Regions from separate parts of the Mus musculus genome. Here regions 1 and 2 are each linked to region 3. A link is a contact called in public HiChIP or PLAC-seq and promoter capture Hi-C data. All regions are on one chromosome and are shown on one strand. Each heading gives the region's core, a stretch centred on a gene start, on an enhancer-like site or on the middle of the called end of the contact. The rest is flanking DNA. Distances are from core to core; before and after follow the strand shown. Region 1 holds the start of Cfap77 (cilia and flagella associated protein 77). Region 2 holds the start of Fam78a (family with sequence similarity 78, member A). Region 3 holds the start of Zer1 (zyg-11 related, cell cycle regulator).

Region 1 (3,137 bases), core at 328-2,827, 1.1 Mb before region 3:
TAGTGACACCTGATTAAAGCAATGTTGGACTTGATGCACCAGGGCAGGGAGATACGGAGGGGGGACTGCCCTCTCAGAGGGGAGGGGAAGAGAGAGGAACTCTTCGAGGGAGGACAGGGGTCGGGAGAGGGCAGCATTTGGGAGATAGATAGATAGATAGATAGATAGATAAAAGCACTGTTGGAATTTTATCAGGACACCCATTGATAGGCACTGATAGGCCTTGATTTCCTCCTTGGCCTAAGGCAGTGAATTCCAACTCTCTGTCCCAGGTACCTGCTAAGATCAGGAATCCAAGAAGTAAGCAAAACTTGTTCCACTGTGGAAACATCTCAGAGGGGCCAGTGCTAAGGATGCTGCTTCATGGGTTCCCTGTATCTAGCTTCTGTCCTCCTGGGAGCATTAATTAGCCCAGAAAGGTCTAACAATATAGGTCTGCCTATAGTCAAAGAACCCATCAGCATGCCCATACCTCTATGGAACCTGGAAACCGAGGTCAATTTTTAGAAGCACACTGCCCTCTAGCGGCACAAGATAAATTTGCGCCACTAAACTTCAACTTTACTTTTTCGGTCTCCCGGCGCCTAAAGAGGCAGAGCCACGGCCACGTGTAGGTTTTTTTTGGGTTTTGTTTTTGTTTTTGTTTTTCGAGACAGGGTTTTTCTATAGCCCTGGCTGTCCTGGAGCTCACTTTGTAGACCAGGCTGGTATCGAACTCAAAAATCCGCCTGCCTCTGCCTCCCAAGTGCTGGGATTAAAGGCGTGCCCCACCACGCCCGGCCCAAGTGTAGTTTTTAGCCAGACAGGAAAACAGACAAAAGTGCGGAGGACCAGCACCGAAAGGGAAAGTGATCTGTCTATAAACGCTGCTCCCACGCAAGTGCCAGCCACGCCTCCTAGAGGGCTTTGAATCTCACACCCCCAGCACACTTAAGATGGTGTTGTGATACTTTCCCGACAGTCAGTCCCAGAGCACCTGCTGCATAGTAGACCAGAGGTGCTGGGGAAGATGGATCTTGGGTGGCAAGGGCATGGATGGGTGCCTGAGACCTGTCTGTCACCCTGTGGGTACGAGCCCGGTAGAGATTGCCCTATCCATAGTCTTTCCCAGTAGTGGGGAAAGACCCCGCTAACGTGTGCCACTTGAGGACACTGAGGTTCCTGGACTGGCTACGACTGCAGAGGGTCCAGGAGGCCTGTTTCACCCAGAGCAAGTTTCCTACACTGCGCCCAAACCCTGGGCCCCGGGTCCCGAGAGTTCAGCAGCTGGAACCCATCGGCGGCGTCGGTGCCCGCGGAGGGGATGATCGTGCCCAGGCGCTCACCTTGACGATGAGCGGGTTCTGAAACATGGAGTCACGCACGACCCCCAGCCTTTCGTTCTCCATGCCCGTACGGATGTCGACCACCGTCAGCGGCCGTCGGGGCGGCGGGCAGATCTGGCTGACCGTGCGATGCACGGGCTGCTTCTTCTTTTTCCATGCCGTGAGGTCTTTCCCGGGTTTCGCCGGATCAGGCATCCCAGGGGCCTCCGGGATTAGACCTTGGCTGCAAAGCCCACAGAGTTCTGCGCTGTCTGAGGACTCCAGCCCCGAGCGAGCGCGCGCTCCGGGCTGCACCACGGGGACCCTGGGGTGCACCTCGCGGCAAGGCAGGCTCCGGAGCAGAGCGCGCCCACCTGCGGAGCCTCTGTCCAAAGCTTAAACCCCGCCAGTTCTTCGGAGTGATTTGGGCACCTCGCAGCAGACTGAGAGAGGGAAGAGTGTCTACACTACCCCTTTCGGAAAAATGGAACGTCCCGTCTCCTTGGTGACAAGACGCCAACAGCTCAAGAGCTTCCGGTTTTCTTTCTAGAAATTCTTAGCAACCACAGAGACCTTTTAGACCTGTCTCAAATCAACATAGAAAAACCCAAGAATCAAATCTAGGTTGTGTTAAAAGAGAAGAGGTTTTAGAGGATCACTTATCCTTGGCTTCCACCCTCTAACTACCCTACTCTAGTTACAGTTCCCTCCCAAGGGAATCTTTTCTTCTTCTTCTTCTTCTTCTTCCTTCTTCTTCTTCTTCTTCTTCTTCTTCTTCTTCTTCTTCTTCTTCTTCTTCTTCTTCTTCTTCTTCCTTCTTCTTCTTCTTCTTCTTCTTCTTCTTCTTCTTCTTCTCCTCCTCCTCCTCCTCCTCCTCCTCCTTCTCCTTCTTCTTCTTTTCTTCTTCTTTTCTCCTTTTCTTCTTCTTTTCTTCTTTTCTTCTTCTTTTCTCCTTCTTTTCTTCTTCTTTTCTCCTTTTTTCTTCTTCTCTTCTTTTCTCCTTCTTTTCTTCTTCTTCTCTTCTTCTTTTCTTCTTCTTTTCTCCTTCTTTTCTTCTCTTCTTCTTTTCTCCTTCTTTTCTTCTTCTCTTCTTCTTCTCTTCCTCCTCCTCCTCCTCTTCTTTCTCCTCCTCCTTCTCCTCCTCCTTCTTCTTCCTTCCTTTCTTCTTCTTCTTTTCTCCTTCTTTTCTTCTTCTCTTCTTCTTCTCTTCCTCCTCCTCCTCCTCTTCTTTCTCCTCCTCCTTCTCCTCCTCCTTCTTCTTCCTTCCTTTCTTCTTCTTCTTCTTCTTCTTCTTCTTCTTCTTCTTCTTCCTCCTCCTCCTTCTTCCTTCTTCCTTCTTCTTCTTCTTCTTCTTCTTCTTCTTCTTCTTCTTCTCTCTCTCTCTCTCTCTCTCTCTCTCTCTCTCTCTGGGATATGGTACTAACACAGTCGTACTGCAATAGAAATATGCATTCTTAGGCTTGAGGTCAATGCTAATTCAGTGGGTGGTCCCAAGCCAGTTTCCCTGTTGGACACTTCCTCCCACCTCGAAAGAAAAAAAAAATATGGATTAGATCAATAGTGTCTGACTCTGGAATCAAATGGAGGGAAACTGAAAAAGATCATCAGGTTTGGTTCACTGAGTAAGAATATCTGAAAATAAGGCCGGGGAGATGGCTCGGGGTGTGAAGGCACCTGCCTCTAAGCCTGACAACCCAGTTTGTTTCTCAGGACCCATATGGTGAAAAGAGATCCCACCCATTCCAAGTTGTCCCCCGAATTGCACGAGAATGCTGTGGCACACATGAACACACACACATACCAAATAAACAAATATAAAGACCCAGTTGGAAA
Region 2 (3,045 bases), core at 103-2,602, 2.0 Mb after region 3:
GTTCTTGTTCTCTCAGCATCTTGCCAGGGAGGACAGAACAACCCTGGGCACCAGGGATAATGGCAGGGCAGGTCTAGCTGAGCTAGGACCCTAATCAACATAAAGGCTCCCCAGAGTTGCCTGACCCAAGAAGGCTTGGAGACAGTTCCACCCCTGCCTAAAGACCCCTGCAGCCCTGCTCCAGCCTCCCCGAGCCTTCAAGGCCCCCAGCCTGTCCCCAGGAGTACTCACATGCCCTGCTCCCCGTACTGGTTGTAAAACTCCATATGGCTGCACGCCTGAATCCAACCAACGATCCAGGTCTCCTTCTTGGGAATGGGCGGCATGACCACTTGGGCTGAGGCCCGGAAGTGGGGTGTCCGATAGCGCAATACCACGCTGGAGGACTCGTCGATGCTGGTGGGGATGGGGTCGATGGAGGCTTTCACATCAATCACGGTAATCCCTTCCCGGAAGACTCTGGCTTTGCCTCCGATGCTCTGAATACAGCCCATGGCACACAGGACCGCTCTAATCTCCAGGGAAGGCCAGCAGTCCCAAAAATAACAGGGCATTGAAAGGATGGAGGTTGCAGGACCCAGTGCAGAGCGCTCAATCTAATCTCAAAACTCAAAATCGAGATCCATAGGCTAGAGAACTTAAGGAGTAGAGGAGGTTTGCATAGCACTGCCGGGTCCTGTTATAAATATGGGTTCTGTTGCATCTCAAGAGCCCTGGGCTCCCTCTTCTAGCAGTGGGCAAAAGCCACCGATATTCTTTGGGTTTAAAAAAAGAAAAGTTTGGAGTTTAATGGAGAAGCATGTTTTTCTGACATCCAGCGCTGCGTCCTCACACTTGGGGATGGCAGCTCGGACACTCTCCCTGAAGTCTTCGCAGGAAGCAGACGGGCTCTGCCAGGCACATAAATAAGGAAGGCTCGGTCCCCGCGCGGTCGCGCCACCCTCGCTGCAGAACGCCGACTTCCTGCCCTTCTGCCTTCCGCACCGGCTCCCTGGAACACACGCGCCCGCCCGGCGGGGCCCAATCAATTGCAGCGTGAGCTCCGATTCAAGCGGCAGAGGTCCGACGTCCTGTGAGGCCCGTATCCACCCGCCCTTCCGAGAGGTGCGCTCCGGGTTAGGTGCTCGCCAGGTCCCCTCCGGCGCCCACTCGCGCGTTCCTCTGCCACTGTCGCTGTAGCCGCTGACTGCCGCGCAGGGCTCCGGGACTGCACTCGGATATCCGCCGCCGCCTGCTTCGCCTCGGCCGCCGAGGACCTGCAGAGAGGTGGAAGGCACAGGGCGGCAAAGTTGAGCCGAACTTTACTGCGGGGGACTCGAGGGCGCGGCGATGCCTGTGCGCCGGGCACGGGCTGTGGAGCTGACGGCGCAGCTCTGGGCGGTCTCCCCGGAGGTGGCGCCCCCCTCCGCCCGCCCCGTCAGTGGCGGCCGCACGACTGCGCGCACCAGCGAATAATCGCCTCCCGTGACATCTCCGCTGACACCGGTTTAGCTCGAGGGAGGGGTGAGGGGTCGTTCAGACTGCCACCGCAGTGGGTCACTAGGACCTCCCGGCTCGGGTACTGCGCATCAGTACCACGCCACCAGCGTGAAACGCCCCTTCTCGCTCCAGTGTCTCGATCCCCGGGGCCTCAGTGCCAAGCCCAGGCCGGTCTTTTAAGGCATTCTGCCCTTTGCCGGCAGAGGTGGCTGGACACCAAGAAGGCGTGTTGCCCCCCCCCCCCGCCCCACCGCGTGCCTCGGTTTCCCCTAACCAAGCTTGAGCCTTAGCTGAGCCCAGCGCGTCCCGAGCGCGCGCCTCCGCCGAGGAACTTTGGCAGTCAGGTTCCCACCCAGGGGGCGTCACGAACTCACCTGCCCCTAGGGCCGCTCCAGGTGCCTGGGTCACCGCCCTCCGGTCTTCCCTAACCTCTCTGCCCGCACGTTTTCGGGGCGCCCCCTCCCCTGGGCAGTGTCCCCTGGCTCTTATCTACTAGGGTCCGGGGATGGCGTGGGCGCCTCGGATCCCCAAGCCCCTCCTGGCTCCGGGCTGCTGTGGGGATGGCCGGGGGCGGAGGGCTGAGGCTCGGGGCTCTCTCGCCCCCACCCCGAGCGCCTCCTTATTTTATGATCATTATGAGCGTGCTGTCACCGCTCTGCCCCGCCGCCGCGCCGCAGCCGCCTGGCGCGCCCCGCGCCGCCTCGCTCTGCTGCAGCATCGGAAAGGCAACCAGGTCAAACTTTGCAGAAACTCGGTCCCTGCGCCTGTCTGGCCCCTGTGTTCGTCCGCAGCCGCGCGACAACGCGCACCGGCGCACGCAGGACCTGCGCTCGCCCGTGCGCCCCGTGGGATGCAGGTCCGCAGGCGGTAGCGTGCAGGCGGGTAGGCACCGCCTCCTCCTCCAGCCCGCCCGGCTCTCCTCCCTAGCTCTGGCACTCAGCACACTCTCCCCCCCCTCTCTCTCTCTCTCTCTCTCTCTCTCTCTTCTTTCCCACCTCTCTGCAGCTGCTGGGGGAGTTGAGCCTCTTCTTGCATAAACGACATTTCCTTTTTTTCTAACCCTAGGAATTCTGGGTAGTGTAGTTCTGTCTTTCTCGGGTCCTGGGGTTGGGGGTGTTCCTATTGCCCTTTGACTTCTGGATGCCAGCAGCTTTCCAGTTCAGGAGACTTGGGGCACTGCCCTGGGGATCCTAGCTGCCGGAGTTGGTGGTTGGGTGGAAAGCATGGAAGTTTTGGGAAGCTCCAAGACTTGGGAAGGTTTGGAGGGTGGGAAAAGTTGGTGTCTCCCAACCCCCAAACCCCAACCCTGTATTGATCATGTTTGTATCTTCAGCATGGTGAGAGGGTTGTCAGCTAGTTGGTCCCAAGTATGTAAGAAATTTACATTCATCAGACATTGAGTCAGAAAGTTCTTATGTATGTCTCACAGAGGAAAAAAATACCCAGAGAGGAAGACTGAAAAGGCCTGCCCACCACCCCAATCTAGCAGGTATCCCTGCTGAGACCATCTGGGGGTCAAAAGGAGTAGAGAGCCAGAATCTAAGTAGCCTCAGGCCCTTAGCTCCA
Region 3 (3,189 bases), core at 404-2,903:
TCCCTCCTGTCATGTACCACACTGCCACACATGCACCCTGTAGCTTAGCAGTCCTATTCTACAGATGGAAAGACCGAGGCAGAAGGTCACCTGCTCACATTCTAACTACGAGGAAACAGTAATGTGACATGACTTTCCCGCAGAAATCTCTTTTAATTTCTGCCATGGATGTTCAGTACAGACAGCAAGAGGGCACTTAAAACACAGGGCTGAAGTACATTGGTCATTTGTCACCTCAGACAATTGATTCTTCTCCAACATTTCAAAAATTACAAATCAACCCTGCATCACAAGCCAGTCCCTAATATGTTCCCTGCGGTTATTTCTTCTCACTTGATTTCCTTGCCACCCACTCTGCCTCCTTCATTCAGACCCAAGCGGGTTCTCTTGCCACCACAGGATCTTTGCGCCTGCTGCTGAATGCTGAGCCCCCAGAAAGCTGTAATGACTTTCTACCTCACTCATCTCTGCTCAGACAGAAACCTCATTAGAGACCTTCCCTGACCATTCTATACAGAGGTCCCAGTCTCTGCTTCGTGACACCTATTACTATCAAACATGTTGTACGTTTATTTACTGAATAAGGCAAAGCACATCGACCCTTCATACCTAACAAGAACCTCTTGGTCAAAGCATAGCTTCTGTGACCCCCCTTTCAATGCTATCTCCACCGGTCACTCTAACTTGAAGCCTGTAGAGAACCATTCTGTCAGAAACATCATTGAGTTAGCTTTTCCCAGGCATTAGGCACCACTACCCCCAACCCTCTGCTCCCCCTCCCGTCTCTGTCATACACACAAGGCACAAGCAAACCCGGGGAAGCTTTGACTGGTTAAAGAGCAGCTAAATCTACCCAGAGCTAGCCAGAGCGGTCAGTTTTAGTTTCACCTCACCTATGGGAGCCATTGATCTTCAGCAAGCCCACCCGCTCTTTTCCGACCCTGTTGCACTATCTTGTACCTTGGCATCGCATTTTGGGAGCTGATCCAGGAGCCAAGCCATCCCTAAGCTTTTAAGTAGCACGGCTTCGGGGGTTGGGAGAAGACCTAAACTCATCCAACAGGTAGGAGGGGCAGAGGCTGGCCTCCTAAGCCCTACGTTGAGCCCCCATTTTGCAAGGGCGAGCGTCGTTCTCATTCTAGAGAGAGCTCAATTTTCAAGGCAAAATCCTCAGACCTGGGTGGCAGGCGACGAGCGCCATCCCACCACTAGCCTGTGGTGGACCTCTGCAAGGAGTCGCAGCGACAATGCTTAGACCCTGAGACAGGGTGAAGAAAAGGATGCAGGTACGTCTCTTGGCTCGGCATTTAGGACGTACCCTAGGAGGGGGCGGCCCTCAACGGGGAGACAGGATGCTTCGCAGGCTTACAAGCGGAGGCTGCGGCCCGGGGGAATCGGCGGCCAAAGCGCCGCAGGAGGTCGGATCCGGTCCGGGTCCGGGTCGGCGGGGCGGGGCGGGGCAGGGCGGGAATGCTGCGACCGGAGCCCCGGACGGAGGCCGTTCCCTTGCCCTCGGGCCGCCGGCTGCTTGGCTCCGGGCCCAGCCCCTCCCCCCGATCCTGTTCCGAAGGCTTGGAGAGCCTGTGGCTGCGGGTGTGCTGTCAACAAAGCGTCACTTCCGGGCCGCCCCTTAGCAGCAGAGGAGGGGTTCTCTCGTCTTGTCCCGCCGCGAACGTGGGCGGAGGCGGCTGAAGGTTCCGGGTTCTCTGGGCTGCTCCTGCCCAAGCTGAGGCCCCAGTCTCCACGTTAGCTTCCAGGGTTCCTTCTAGCGAGGGGCTAACTCGCAGGAGCAGGTTCAGGACAGGATTGACTCCATCTTACCTAGTTAGTGCTGACTCACCCGGTGCCCAACCCGACGTCTTTTGGGCGGTCTCTAAGCAGCCACCACATTGCCCCTCAAAATGTGCTCCTCCTTCTTTCCTTCACGAAAAGGGCCATTCACCCAGGAGCTGTCAGATAGCAGGAGTGAGGCTGTTCTTGGCCACTGCGTTTTCTTCTAGTCACCAAGGATCTCTTAACAGTTGTTTCTCTCTTCCTCCAATAGTGCCCTACTGTCCATCATTTTATCTTTCAAAAATATTATTTTAATTATGTACATAAGTGTATATGTGCTTATGCACGTGACGGCAGCTGCCTGCTGAGGACAATAGCCCCGGAGCCCATGAAGCTGAAGTTACAGGTAGTTGTAAGCCCCACAAACGTAGGAACCGAACAAGCTCTCTGGTCTATACTTCCTTTTCATTTTAAGATTTTTTTCCCATTTATTTATATGTGTGCATGCATATGCACATGTGCAGGAGATCAGAGCACTGTTGGCTGGAGAGGGTTCTCTACACCAGCCACGTTGGTTTCAGGGATCAAATTCAGTCCTCACCATGCTTGTACCAAGCACCCTTACATGCTGGGCCATCTCACTGGCCCCATCACCATTTCTTCTCTTGATTTCTACCATAGCCTCCGAACACAAATCCCTTCGTTCCTTCTGCAGTCTCACAATCAGGGCATCCAGACTTTTCATCTACCTTCTCTCCTTACCCAGTCCCTCAGTAAATTGTTTCCTTCTGGTCTCCTGTCCAGAACGTTCACAGTTGAAATCAGTGTGGGCTCTTTGCATCTCTGTCATTCTAAGCTCAAACAATCAGGCAGTAGGCTTAAACATTTTTCTTACTGCCCTCCACATCTGGTAAACTAACAACACTTTTTGCTTAAGGAATGCCCTGGAGTGAGGTTAGAGAGAAAGAAGGGAGGGGATGTGGAGGCTCAAACCCAGGTCCTGTGGCAGACAGGAATTCTATCATTGAGCGCGCGCACACACACACACAAAATACTATACATACACCTTAATCTTAGCACTCAGGAAGCAGAGATAGGCAGATTCCGTTAGTTTAAGCTAGTTCCATGACAGCCAAAACTACACAAAATAACCATGTCTCTAAAACAAAAAACAAAACAAGAAAAGGAGAAAAAATAAAAGAAAAGAGAAAGTAGATACCTTAAGTAGGAAGGTAAATAACTCAAAATAGGTTCAGGAAGTCCCTGAAACTAACCAGATTCACTAAGACCCTCCCTGCCAGAGAAAAGAATAAAAAGTTGAGAGTTCTTAGTCAAGCTGAGCTGCAAAGAAGATACTGAGACCAGACCAGCTACATGTAAGAAGAGGAAACAAGCTGAGCTGCCTATGAGAGATTT

Evidence for each region. Promoter capture Hi-C pulls out the DNA fragments that hold promoters and counts their contacts. HiChIP or PLAC-seq counts read pairs in DNA pulled down with a chosen protein or histone mark.
Region 1: a promoter capture Hi-C map of pre-B cells shows a contact between it and region 3, with 2.4 times the contacts expected there. The contact joins the promoter of Cfap77 here to the promoter of Zer1 in region 3. A contact is called at or near these places in 2 of 39 promoter capture datasets (cranial neural crest and pre-B cells).
Region 2: an H3K27ac HiChIP or PLAC-seq map of regulatory T cell precursor shows a contact between it and region 3, with 12 times the contacts expected there. The contact joins the promoter of Fam78a here to the promoter of Zer1 in region 3. A contact is called at or near these places in 1 of 39 promoter capture datasets (pre-B cells), 1 of 484 Hi-C or Micro-C datasets (CD4 T cells) and 1 of 115 datasets of contacts at active chromatin or transcription factors (regulatory T cell precursor).

What each region holds. Positions count from the first base shown.
Region 1 is chr2:29,053,489-29,056,625 of GRCm38.p6, forward strand. Cfap77 (cilia and flagella associated protein 77) reads right to left here and starts at 1,578. Exons shown (of 6, transcript NM_001166705.1): 1 at 1,326-1,578. The coding sequence starts at 1,520.
Region 2 is chr2:32,082,353-32,085,397 of GRCm38.p6, forward strand. Fam78a (family with sequence similarity 78, member A) reads right to left here and starts at 1,353. Exons shown (of 2, transcript NM_175511.4): 1 at 232-1,353. The coding sequence starts at 554. It overlaps Gm33126 (a long non-coding RNA gene), which reads left to right and starts at 2,917. Exons shown (of 3, transcript XR_374254.3): 1 at 2,917-3,045.
Region 3 is chr2:30,122,958-30,126,146 of GRCm38.p6, forward strand. Zer1 (zyg-11 related, cell cycle regulator) reads right to left here and starts at 1,654. Exons shown (of 16, transcript NM_001290503.1): 1 at 1,319-1,654.